3 separate regions of the Mus musculus genome follow, and all the other regions are linked to region 3. A link is a contact called in public Micro-C data. All regions are on one chromosome and are shown on one strand. Each heading gives the region's core, a stretch centred on a gene start, on an enhancer-like site or on the middle of the called end of the contact. The rest is flanking DNA. Distances are from core to core; before and after follow the strand shown. Region 1 holds the start of 2610206C17Rik (RIKEN cDNA 2610206C17 gene). Region 2 holds the start of Abhd17c (abhydrolase domain containing 17C). Region 3 holds the start of Arnt2 (aryl hydrocarbon receptor nuclear translocator 2).

Region 1 (3,527 bases), core at 16-2,515, 280 kb before region 3:
TTCCTTTCGTTTTCCATGAAGTCATAAGAATTTTTCAAATGCCACCTTTTCTTCAAAGAATTCTACCTGACCTCCACCATGTCCTCTATTCTGTCTCCTCCTTATTCTACAGGATTACAGAAAGCAGCCCAAACCACACATGGTTAGCCGTATCTCAACCTTGTGACCATGAGCCCCTATTACTGTAAAAATAGGGCAGAAATTTCAGGGAAATAGGTAAAGAGAGCACAGTGACAAAGATAAACATTGTAAAACACCAAAAGGCACAACCCCAAGACTAACAAAATAACATAATTTCAAATAAAGACAGGACTCTAGGCAATCCTGTTTGGGCTGGGGAAATCTCAGGAGAGCTGTCCCCCACTTCTCCCGCACAACCTGTGCAGGGCTGCTGGACTAGAATCTACCGCTTCCGCGAGAAGGTCCAGGGGGCTTCCCGAGTCCAGGCGTGTAGGTGTGTATTACACAAGCGAGCACACACGCCTCAGGTCTCGCTCTCTGTAAATCGTGGTTCAGGACAGGGCAGAGTTCAGACCTGGCACTTTGGGCTGGCCCTCCTGGTCTTCTAGGGGCCTGGGCAACAGAATCTCAATCTATGTCGTCTCTCAAACTACGCAGGTGGAACACCAGCTCTAGACAAGGGTAGTCTATCCCTGGGAGGATGCAGAGCCCGGAGCTACGTCATCAGACACCCCATCCCCTCGCCGTCCCCCAAGTCTGCACCAGAGCCCTCTTGCTCCTGAGGCAACATCAAAAAGCTAACCTAGCCCGCTGACCTGGCCGAGGCAGGGGCGTGGCCGAGAGAAAAGCAGCGCCTCTGTGCCACGCCCCTCAAATGCCTTGACCAATAATAGCACTCTCCGAGATCCGGCCCCGCCCCCACGCCGCCTCCGGCCCGCGGCCCCGCCCGGGCCGGTCATAATTAGGCAGCGGGCTGGGACTGCCGCGTCAGCGCGCGTTGAGAGCCAATCGCGGGCGCTCCCTTGAGGCCGCGTCACAGGCCGAGCAGCCAAACAGAAAAGTTTAATAAACAGCGGACGGAGGGCCGGCGGCGGCGGGCCGGGAGCGAGTGGGGGTTTGGCGGCCTCACCTGTCCTCACTCTCAGCGGCGGCGAGAGGCGGCGGCGGCAGCGCGTCCGGCGGAGAGGGCCGCCGCCAGGTGAGGAGTGCGGGCAGCGGTGGGCGCAGCCTCCGGGCGGCCTGGGAGCCGGAAGCGGCGGGCGGCGCAGCAGGTGGCCTCGCAGTGGCGAGCGGAGGGCGCGGTCCCGGTGGGGCGCGGTCCCGGGCTCCCCGGGCGCGCGCTGAGCTCGGGGTCGGGGTGGGCGCGCCTGGGGCCAGTCCGGAGCAGCTGCCGCACGCCGGGCAGCGTCCTCACGTCCCTTTGGTAGGCTGAGGCTAGAGAAGGCTCAGAGGGAGTCTCCGGGATTCCAAGCTCTCTGCTCCTCTGAGAGCGTTTTCAAGTTTCTCACTGTTGGATGCGTAAACAAGCTACACGGAGTGTGGCGTCTGAAGTCAATCTAACTCTATCAGAACTCAGTGATTTGCCATCATCATCCAGAATTGTCAGGCGTTTGTGGGAACTGGGGCCTTGGGGTCACCTCCAAGCCGTGCATGCTAACTAGCTTGGTAGTCAGCACCTAGTGGTTCCGAAAACCGAAATTAAACGTCACTTTCAAACTATATTCGAAATTTATCCTTTTCCTAATTAAAATGCCACGTAGGCTTTTGAGATTATTTATGAAGTATTTTATGGCAATTGCTGTTTTATGTATTATTTCCAGGCCTGCGGGGACAATTTTTTGGTAAACCATGAACATTTAAATGGAGAAAAGACATTGTCTTAATTTTTCCTTTTTCCTTTTTTTTTTTTTTTTTTTAACATTTAAAAAACACGTAAGCCGGGCGTGGTGGCGCACGCCTTTAATCCCAGCACTTGGGAGGCAGAGGCAGGCGGATTCCAGCCTGTTCTACACAGTGAGTTCCAGGACAGCCAGGGCTACACAGAGAAACCCTGTCTCGGGGTGGGGGTGGGGTGGGGCGGGGAGACAAACATGTAAGAGGGGTAATAGGCACAGATAGGAAAATTTCAGGCTTGATTGCTGTTTTGACTGCAGCCATACTTTCCTGTGTTAATGTCAAAACTCACAATATGAGTTATATCACAAAGTTTTTAAAGTAATGGTCAGTCCTGGGAGAATACACAACACAATGTACTATAAAGAGAGAAAACATAAACTTTCAGACTCCTCACTCCAGAGCCAGAACTAGAACATTACTCAAACTTGTATGTGTTCACGAGTTTCTTATCTGGCCTAACCCAGTTTACTGTTTCTTACTGAGGTAAATAAACATTCTAGACTCGGTGGATTTGCTCATTCTCTAGCCTTTTAAAAATTAGTTTTGTCACACACTAATCTCTTCAAACAGTGTCACTTTAGGTTCCTTGCCCTTTGAACTTTGGACAGATAGTGTATGGTTGTGGTTCATCCATTTCATTGTTTCTTAATGCTGTGTTCCTCCCTTCACCCCAGTGTTTCGATGGTGTTTCTTGTTTTGCTTCTAACAAGTGTACTCTGGGAACTTTTCTTCTTGCAGCTGTTGTTGCCCAAGTTGCCTGTCGAAAAGTAAATACTGTAGATCGTGGTAGAAAGTTGTAGGCAATCAGTAATAAAATAGAGATGAAAACGTTACGATTCTGCTTCCTTCCTTTAATCAGGAAGACTCACTGTTCTTGTGACTGGTTCCTAGTTGCTATGTTTGCATGAGGAACTAAGATTTCTGTTAATCTCTACACCGAATCCCTTCAAACCGGCTGTGGAAAGTTTGGCACCCTTTGGTACTTCTCAGGGCAAAACCAGCAAGTGGGAGAAAACTCCATGTTTTGTGAAGCCACCCTGTCTGTTCTCCACCACTCCTCCCCTCCCTGCAGTCTCTGGCAGGTTATTGAGGAGTCTTCTTTGCCTTAAAACCGTCCGTCTTGCAAAAGAAACTTGGAGTAAGCTTTGTCTGCCTAGTTGGCACAGGCTTTGTTGGAGGGAGAGTGTCAGAGAGCAGATCCTTTAAGGGAAACATTAGGACCCACGTGACCCTCCGCCACTTTTGAGAAGACTATGTGAGTGTACTAAGTTTTTCAAGACTTGTCAACCACACATTGAAGTATTTTTTAGGTTTAAGAATGTCCTAGGGTTTGCTCTAGACAAATGTCTTTAATTTTTTAATTTTGCTCCTTTGTGTGTGTGTGTGTGTGTGTGTGTGTGTGTGTGTGCGCGCATGTGTGTGTATGCTTTGAATAACTTGTTGAAGGCATGAGAGAGGAGCTTTTTAATTTTTTTAGATAGGGTCTCACTATAAAGCCTAGAACTCTCTATATAGACTAGGCTGGCCTGGAACTCATAGAGATTCCCCCAGTCAACTGTCTCCAGTGATAGGATTAAAGGCGTGTGCCACCACATCTGGCTAGGGGGCATTTTTTTGATGTTTGTAGCTTGCAGATGTTTTGTTTTTATAGTGTAGTTGCTTCTGCTTTT
Region 2 (3,421 bases), core at 48-2,547, 260 kb after region 3:
AAATCAATTTATATTAGGATGCTCAAAATTCTTTTTGTTTAAAAAATGTTGTAATCCTTCTTGGGACATTTATGAGGTCTGGAATGGTGACTGCCCACTGGGGCTCTGGTTGTATTCATTGCAGGTAGCCTAAAATGACCTCCTACCCCTGAAAGGAAAGCCTGGTGCCAAAGTCCAGAGGAGAGGCTCTGCCAACCGGACACCAGGGTTCACACGGTTTCAGAAGCCCTGAGAGTTATATTTGGAAAATCACTTAAAGCCTATAGCCAAGACAATAGTGGATTAAAATCGTTGTAACATGTCTTTCATGATTAAAAAGTCTGGCGCCAAAACAGTTCTAGAGAAACTAACATCAAAAAGGACAGATATGGAGTATCCAGTTGGCACCACAGGGGATGATGTAAGGGATGGGGGTGAGAGAGGACCGTGTTGACACCATTTGTTGTAAAACCAACAGGCTCTGCTGTAATTGTTATTACAGAAAGACCTGCGTAGCTGTACATACCCAACAGCCGCCTGCAACACGGGAACACGTACGAGATGGACCAGAGCATTTATGGTAGTGGCTGTTCAAGAAGTCTTGAATCTCAGCAAGTGGTGGTAGAGGCTAGAAGCATGTGAGTTCTAAACCAGTGTAGGCTAAACTGTCTCAAACAACCAAAAGAGAAAAAAATAGCATTGATTAGAGGAAAGCAAGGCATTTTTAATGTACTCAATTCTCTTTCTCAATAATTATCTTTTACATAAATTCCCAATAACTCCACCAGGACAGAAAGCTGGTTTTGGAGAACTGAATCCTAAAGTATCTGCACACCTACCTTTTCAATCCAGGATTGTCCCAACCGCTCTAATCTCTTCAGACCCCCGCCCCAATCGCGCTAAGCCCCGCCCCAGACTCCAGAGCCTCGCTTCGGACCGGGGAGTTTGTTCTAACGAGTAGCCCCGCCCAGATGCGCTAACTCCCGCCCAAGAGGCGGGAGCCCCGCCCAGCCCGGGGAGTCCTGCTTCAGACTGGGGCGTCCGTTCCGATGGGTAGCCCCGCCCGCCTGTGGGGGCGCGCGGCGCGGTAACCCGGAAGTGGCAGTAGCGTGCGGGGGCGGGGCGGCGCGCTGGAGCGGGCCATGGCCGCCGCCGCCGCGGGCTTTGTGTGCCGCGCGCGAGCCCCGGCCGTCCGCACCTCGCCGGGGCTGCGGGGCTGCCGCTGACCCGCCCCGCTCGCCGCGCCGCGCCCGCCTGGCCCCGCCCCTGGCCTCTCCGCCTTCTCGGCCGGCCTCCAGTTCTCGGCGCTCTCCCTCTGCGCTCCCTGCGCTTCCCTCCCGCCCGCGGCGGGCGCCAGGCCGCCCCGATGCCCGAGCCCGGCCCCAGGATGAACGGCTTCTCGCTCGGCGAGCTGTGCTGGCTCTTCTGCTGCCCTCCTTGTCCGAGCCGCATCGCCGCCAAGCTGGCCTTCCTGCCGCCCGAACCCACCTACACGGTGCTGGCGCCCGAGCAGCGCGCGCCCGCTCCCGCGGCGACCCCCGCGCCCGCCCCGGCGGCGCAGCCCGCTCCGGCCGAGGAGGGTGCGGGCCCCGGCGCGTGCAGCCTGCACCTGAGCGAGCGCGCCGACTGGCAGTACTCGCAGCGCGAACTGGACGCCGTCGAGGTCTTCTTCTCGCGCACGGCCCGCGACAACCGGCTGGGCTGCATGTTCGTGCGCTGCGCGCCCTCCAGCCGCTACACGCTGCTCTTCTCGCACGGCAACGCCGTGGACTTGGGCCAGATGTGTAGCTTCTACATCGGCCTGGGCTCGCGCATCAACTGCAACATCTTCTCTTACGACTACTCGGGCTATGGTGTGAGCTCCGGCAAGCCCTCCGAAAAGAATCTCTACGCTGACATCGACGCCGCGTGGCAGGCACTGCGCACCCGGTGAGCCCCGAGCCACGGTTGGGGTGCGGGCTTGTGCTCCCGGATTGTTGCATTCGCTCGAGATTGCAACAGCCCTCGGGGATGGAGAGCTCAGACTTAAAGGGTCCTGCCTGCTTTTCACTGGCCCGCGCGGCCTGGAGTCTTTGTGGCTCCGGTTAAACGCACGTGGCCGCTGTGGGGGATGCCAATGTACCGGCCAAACCAACTTGGTTGGGCTTGAGTTGTGTCTTGAGCTACGCGCAGACCCCGAAGGTCTGGTAGAAGTGACCTTGGGGTTTTCAGAGCCCTTGACAGCTGGGGAGAGACGATGACCTCTAAAAGACTTTCCAAGTAGAAAGTGTCCCTGGGGCGATGCCTGTGCAGCCCTTAAGGCTGGGTCGGGTCGGGTGTGGGGAGGACTTTGCCTCCTGGTCCCGCAGAGTATGTGGCACTGGGAGATCAGGAAGTTAGCTGAAGAACCTTCCCTAAACACCACCAGTAGCGCAGAGTGTTATAGGCGTGAGGAAATCTCTTGACCTTGAGTTAGCGTTCATAAAACTGGAAAGTATTTATTCAGGGTCTTTTATATGCTAAGCACAAATTGTTATATTCTGAGGACAGACCAGGTTGGGGGGGGGGGGAACTAACTTAAGTTTTACTCTGAACTTAGACATTTGGTTTGCGGGAAAGTCAAGTGACCTGACCAGTTTTGGTGCTTGTGACCTTCCCATGCAATCCCCATAGCACAGGTGGCAACCGTACCTGAGGTCCTGTGTGTAATGAGCTTGGATTTCGTTAGAGGAATAAGTCCCCAGAATGACAGTAGGCACTGTTCTTTTTAGAGACCTTTGTATCGTTTTTATGAAACGTCTATTTGCTAAGCTAAGTACATGGCCAGTAATAATGACTTTATTTCCATATGTGTTGCACATATGTTCATAAGTTATCCCTTATGCTTCTTGAGAAATGGCTTGTATAACAGAGAAGTACTTAGTATTCACTCTAAGATGCTTGCTCACATTCTTCTGAGGTCTTGGAGGGCTCCTCAATTGGGGTATAGTTTTTGGAGAATGATGTAGGCAGATGAGGCTGGATTCTATCCTGATGGAGTGGCTGAGGATCCACAAGTAGTCACATGCCACCTGCTCCCAAGAACAGGTTTCAGAAGTATTTGTCAGAAGCGGGGAGTGGAGTGCTGGTGTGGGATATGCTTCAGCACTCTGGAGGGAGGCAGAGGCTGGAGGATTGCTCAAAGTTTCAGGCTAGCCTGAGCTACATGGTGAGTTCTATGTTGGCCAGGGCCATAGTAAGACCTTGCCTGGAGAAAAATATGTGGAGTAGGTGGATGGCTGAGTGGGTGCAGGCTGCTTTGTGGGTGGACATGGTGACCAAAGTTTCCCCTGTGCAATCCAGAGGTGGAGGGAGAGAGCTGGCTCTCTGAGGCTGTCCAGTCACCCCGTAATTGTGCCCACACGTGTCGCACAATCTTGAACTACTTAATCTGCCATAGTGTAGGTATTAAAAATAGATTTTA
Region 3 (3,347 bases), core at 706-3,205:
CATAGTTACAAAACCTTATCAACAACCAAGCATGCCTGCTTATCTGTTTATGACACACACAGTGCTACAGTTTTATTTTTAGGGAGACTGTTAGTTACCTGTTTGAGGAACCAGTGAGCCACATGTTATGGCTAAATTGGTTACTAGACTGCTATGTATCTGTTAAGGAAGGAAACCTGATTGCTTTTGAGGTGTGTGGAAAGTTAGAGGAAAAGGAGAACTCAGCAGTGATGCTGTGTACTGTGCACATGGGCCAGAGCTACATGGACAGAACCAAGAAAAGACTCCACTAGATAGATATACCTGGATGGCGAGTCTGATGGGACAGAGAATGGCTGTATTTCCTCCCCTTGAGAAACTTCAGAGATTGGGTGTGGTGCTGCACACTTGTATCCAAGCACTCAGGAAGCAAAGGCAGGAGAATCTTACAAGTTCAAGGCTGGCCTAACCTATGTAATGAGATCCTCCATCTCAAACAAGAATATATGTGTGTATATGTGTAATGGATGCTTGAGAGTGTTGTATTTGGGGGACTATAGAAGAGAGACCGAGTCTCACTTGGTTTGTGGCTGGACATCAGGACCCTTCTACTTAGACACCTGCTGAGTTTCAAATTCCAACCTACATCTCTCCTCATTTCTGTCTGGGCCTCCCCTCCCCACCCACCCGCCACCCCTGCCCCTTAAGTAAATGCACAGTGTGTATTTTTTCCTTTGAAATGTCTTCCCTGTATTCTAGTCATTTCTTCAAAGGTGACTTTCAATGTCATCTTCTTTCTGTCCCTTTTGCTCAGCAGTGACCACATTTCAGGGGCTCTGTTTAAGCTTCAAAGAGCGGCTGCCCCAACTCAGGTGGTCTCTTGTGTCCTTCCTTCCAGCTCTCTCCTATCCAGGAAGCCCTGCAGCCCTGAAGGAGGTCAATCCTGTATGCTCAACACCCAGGTCTGTGCCGGGAATTCAGAATTTTCAGTGTTTGTCCAATTGATTTATTATTAGGGCAGTAGAGACAAACGCTTTTCCAAAGACAATGATGGTTTAAAAACATACTCCAATCATCATTTCCCTATCCTATTTCATGCATGCTTCTTTGGAAATAGTGTGGTATTTTTTGCAGATGTTATCAGTGTTAGAAGGCACAGTGCCTTTAATTCTGGCCTGGGGTGTGACCAGCCTTCCAATCTCACCTAATCAGGGCATCTACTGTGGAATATCACCTCCAGGAATCCCAGTGGCTGCCTGGAAAAACCACTCTTCAAGTATCCCGTGCTCTTATTTTACCAGCATACGCAGATGAAACCATTAGAAATCTTCTTAAAACCTCAGTATGGAGGTGTGAATAAGGCCCTCGAGAGGACTCTAATAAATGCTGACAGTGGCCATGTCCTCAAGAAGGCAGAGCTAGACACTGTCCTCAAAACCTCCCTGGCTTCTCTCCATTCCTGAGCCAAACTCTGTGCTGGAGCTGTGTGCCAGTGCCTTGGAGGGACGGTGGCCTTGGGCATTTCTGGGTGCCTCCCCTTAGGCCCTCTTCTGCAGCCCTAGCCAGGGTGCCCGGGAGCTCAGTGGCGCGGCCCTGGCATGCTAAGTGGTTGCACTGGGACGCCTTTGTTTCTTAGGCCGGTTGTCCTCTGCATCCAAATGGGTCCTTTGCTCACCCGCTCCTCCGCGAGGGGACAGCGCCTCTCGGCGATGTGTCCCTGATACCTGGGGACCCTACTAGGGCGGATAGGGAGTGCGCCGAGGCCTCTAACCTGGGCACCTGCGCGGACCCGAGGAGGGTCCCGCTGCCCGCTGCCCGCTGCCCCAAGTCTCGCGGTGCTACGGCTCGGACCCGGGAGCCGCGGGCCCGGCACCCCAGCCGCACCACAAAGGCTGAACCCGGAGGAGGCCCGGGAAAGGAGGAGCGCGGGTGCGCGCAGAGGAACGGGGAGCGCGCGGGGCGCGGGGAGCAGCGCGGGCAGGAGCGCGGGGCGCTCTGAGAGCGCGGGAGCGCGGGGAGCACCGCCCGCACCTTCCTTTGTGTGGCGCGGCCGCGGCGGCGCTGGCCCGCGCCGGGTCCCCGTCCCCGCCCCCGCCCCCGCCCGGCGCTCCGGTCCCTTCCCGGCAAGATGGCAACCCCGGCCGCCGTCAACCCTCCGGGTGAGTAGCGGCCCAGCCTCTGGCCGAGCCTGAGACGCGCAGCCCCGGGGTGGGGAGTGGCCGCTGCCCGGCAGCATCAGCACCGGCCGTGGCATCCTCGTTCTCGAATGGTGCTCAACCTGGTCCTGACGGCGCCCGCCGCTGCTGCGTGTAACTAGATGCTCGCCCGCGGGCTCCAGAGCCACAGGGGCCAGCGGATGCCAGGTGTCGCGCTGAGCGAGAGAAAAGTTTGAAGCGGGGATTCAACAGGGCAGAACTCCTGGGACTCTTTCGCCTATCGGCCCCGCCTCCCCCACGCTGGTCTTTGGCGGGGTTTACACCTGGCCAGTGTATATGTCCCAGTCCTTTCTGGACAGGAAAAGCCTAACTGGTAATAATGGCCTTCAGCAGCCCTATCCCTCTCCGATTGTCTGATGTCGCTGAAGGTACAGCCTGTGACCCTTGGACTTATGCCGTCAGATTAGAAAAAAAATGGAAGGAGTTCAGGAATGAGTGGGAGTGTTAGGCTCCTGTTGAAATGTGGCGGGGGAGCCCTATTGTCATTGGCAAAGTTCCCTGTCTATCATGCAAGGCTGAGAGGATAGACATGTGACTGCCTTCCCGCTCCCAAGTTTTAGGTTTTGTGTTGTATGCTTTGGTTCTGGAGAATCATAGGTCCCTGTAGATTGAGGCAGGGACGGTCAAATAGCTTAGACCCCGGGAAAGCTCAGTGGAAGAGGTCTTGTGTTGGGTGTGGCCCCAGATCAGGTGGAGTGAACTACCAGAGTGCTTATGAAAGAAGAATGTCTTCAGAGTAAGTTATGAGTGGAAGATCCCCTTTGTCCATGTTGGTCGGGGAAGGTTGAGGGGACTCTGGACACTTTAGCCTGAACTTGTAGAAGATACAGTTTGAAAACGCAGACACACAGACTGAGAGGCATTACAGGCATAAGTCATGAAGTCATGATGGCCATGCTCTAAGCATACACTGGAAGCCAGTGAGTAAGGTGTGAGAGGAAACAGAGGGACCTGACATTGAGTTGCATGGATGTGGCTAGGTCCAAAGGGCCATGGAAGACATGGACTGTGGCTTCCTCTTCCTACATCAAAAGAGAGTTTTAAGTAGTACTGAACGGAGGAGCCACATGATCACTGCTTTCCTGTAAGGTTGATTTGTCAGCTGTGGTGAGGTGATACAGAAGATAGGAAGACGAGAAGCAGGAACTGCGT

What was found. Hi-C and Micro-C count contacts between places; a contact is called where the count stands out from the background.
Region 1: a contact with region 3 is called in a Micro-C map of embryonic stem cells, with 4 times the contacts expected there. The contact joins the promoter of 2610206C17Rik here to the promoter of Arnt2 in region 3. A contact is called at or near these places in 3 of 39 promoter capture datasets (cranial neural crest, frontonasal cranial neural crest and maxillary cranial neural crest), 2 of 484 Hi-C or Micro-C datasets (both in embryonic stem cells) and 1 of 115 datasets of contacts at active chromatin or transcription factors (astrocytes).
Region 2: a contact with region 3 is called in a Micro-C map of embryonic stem cells, with 4 times the contacts expected there. The contact joins the promoter of Abhd17c here to the promoter of Arnt2 in region 3. A contact is called at or near these places in 2 of 39 promoter capture datasets (both in embryonic stem cells) and 2 of 484 Hi-C or Micro-C datasets (both in embryonic stem cells).

Annotation. Positions count from the first base shown.
Region 1 is chr7:84,687,378-84,690,904 of GRCm38.p6, reverse strand. 2610206C17Rik (RIKEN cDNA 2610206C17 gene) reads right to left here and starts at 1,265. Exons shown (of 5, transcript NR_038175.1): 1 at 1,091-1,265. Zfand6 (zinc finger, AN1-type domain 6) reads left to right here and starts at 948. Exons shown (of 7, transcript NM_001360578.1): 1 at 948-1,159.
Region 2 is chr7:84,149,769-84,153,189 of GRCm38.p6, reverse strand. Abhd17c (abhydrolase domain containing 17C) reads left to right here and starts at 1,297. Exons shown (of 3, transcript NM_133722.2): 1 at 1,297-1,908. The coding sequence starts at 1,346. LOC117997403 (a long non-coding RNA gene) reads right to left here and starts at 1,050. Exons shown (of 3, transcript NR_169136.1): 1 at 819-1,050; 2 at 506-644.
Region 3 is chr7:84,408,646-84,411,992 of GRCm38.p6, reverse strand. It overlaps Arnt2 (aryl hydrocarbon receptor nuclear translocator 2), which reads left to right and starts at 1,955. Exons shown (of 19, transcript NM_007488.3): 1 at 1,955-2,138. The coding sequence starts at 2,108.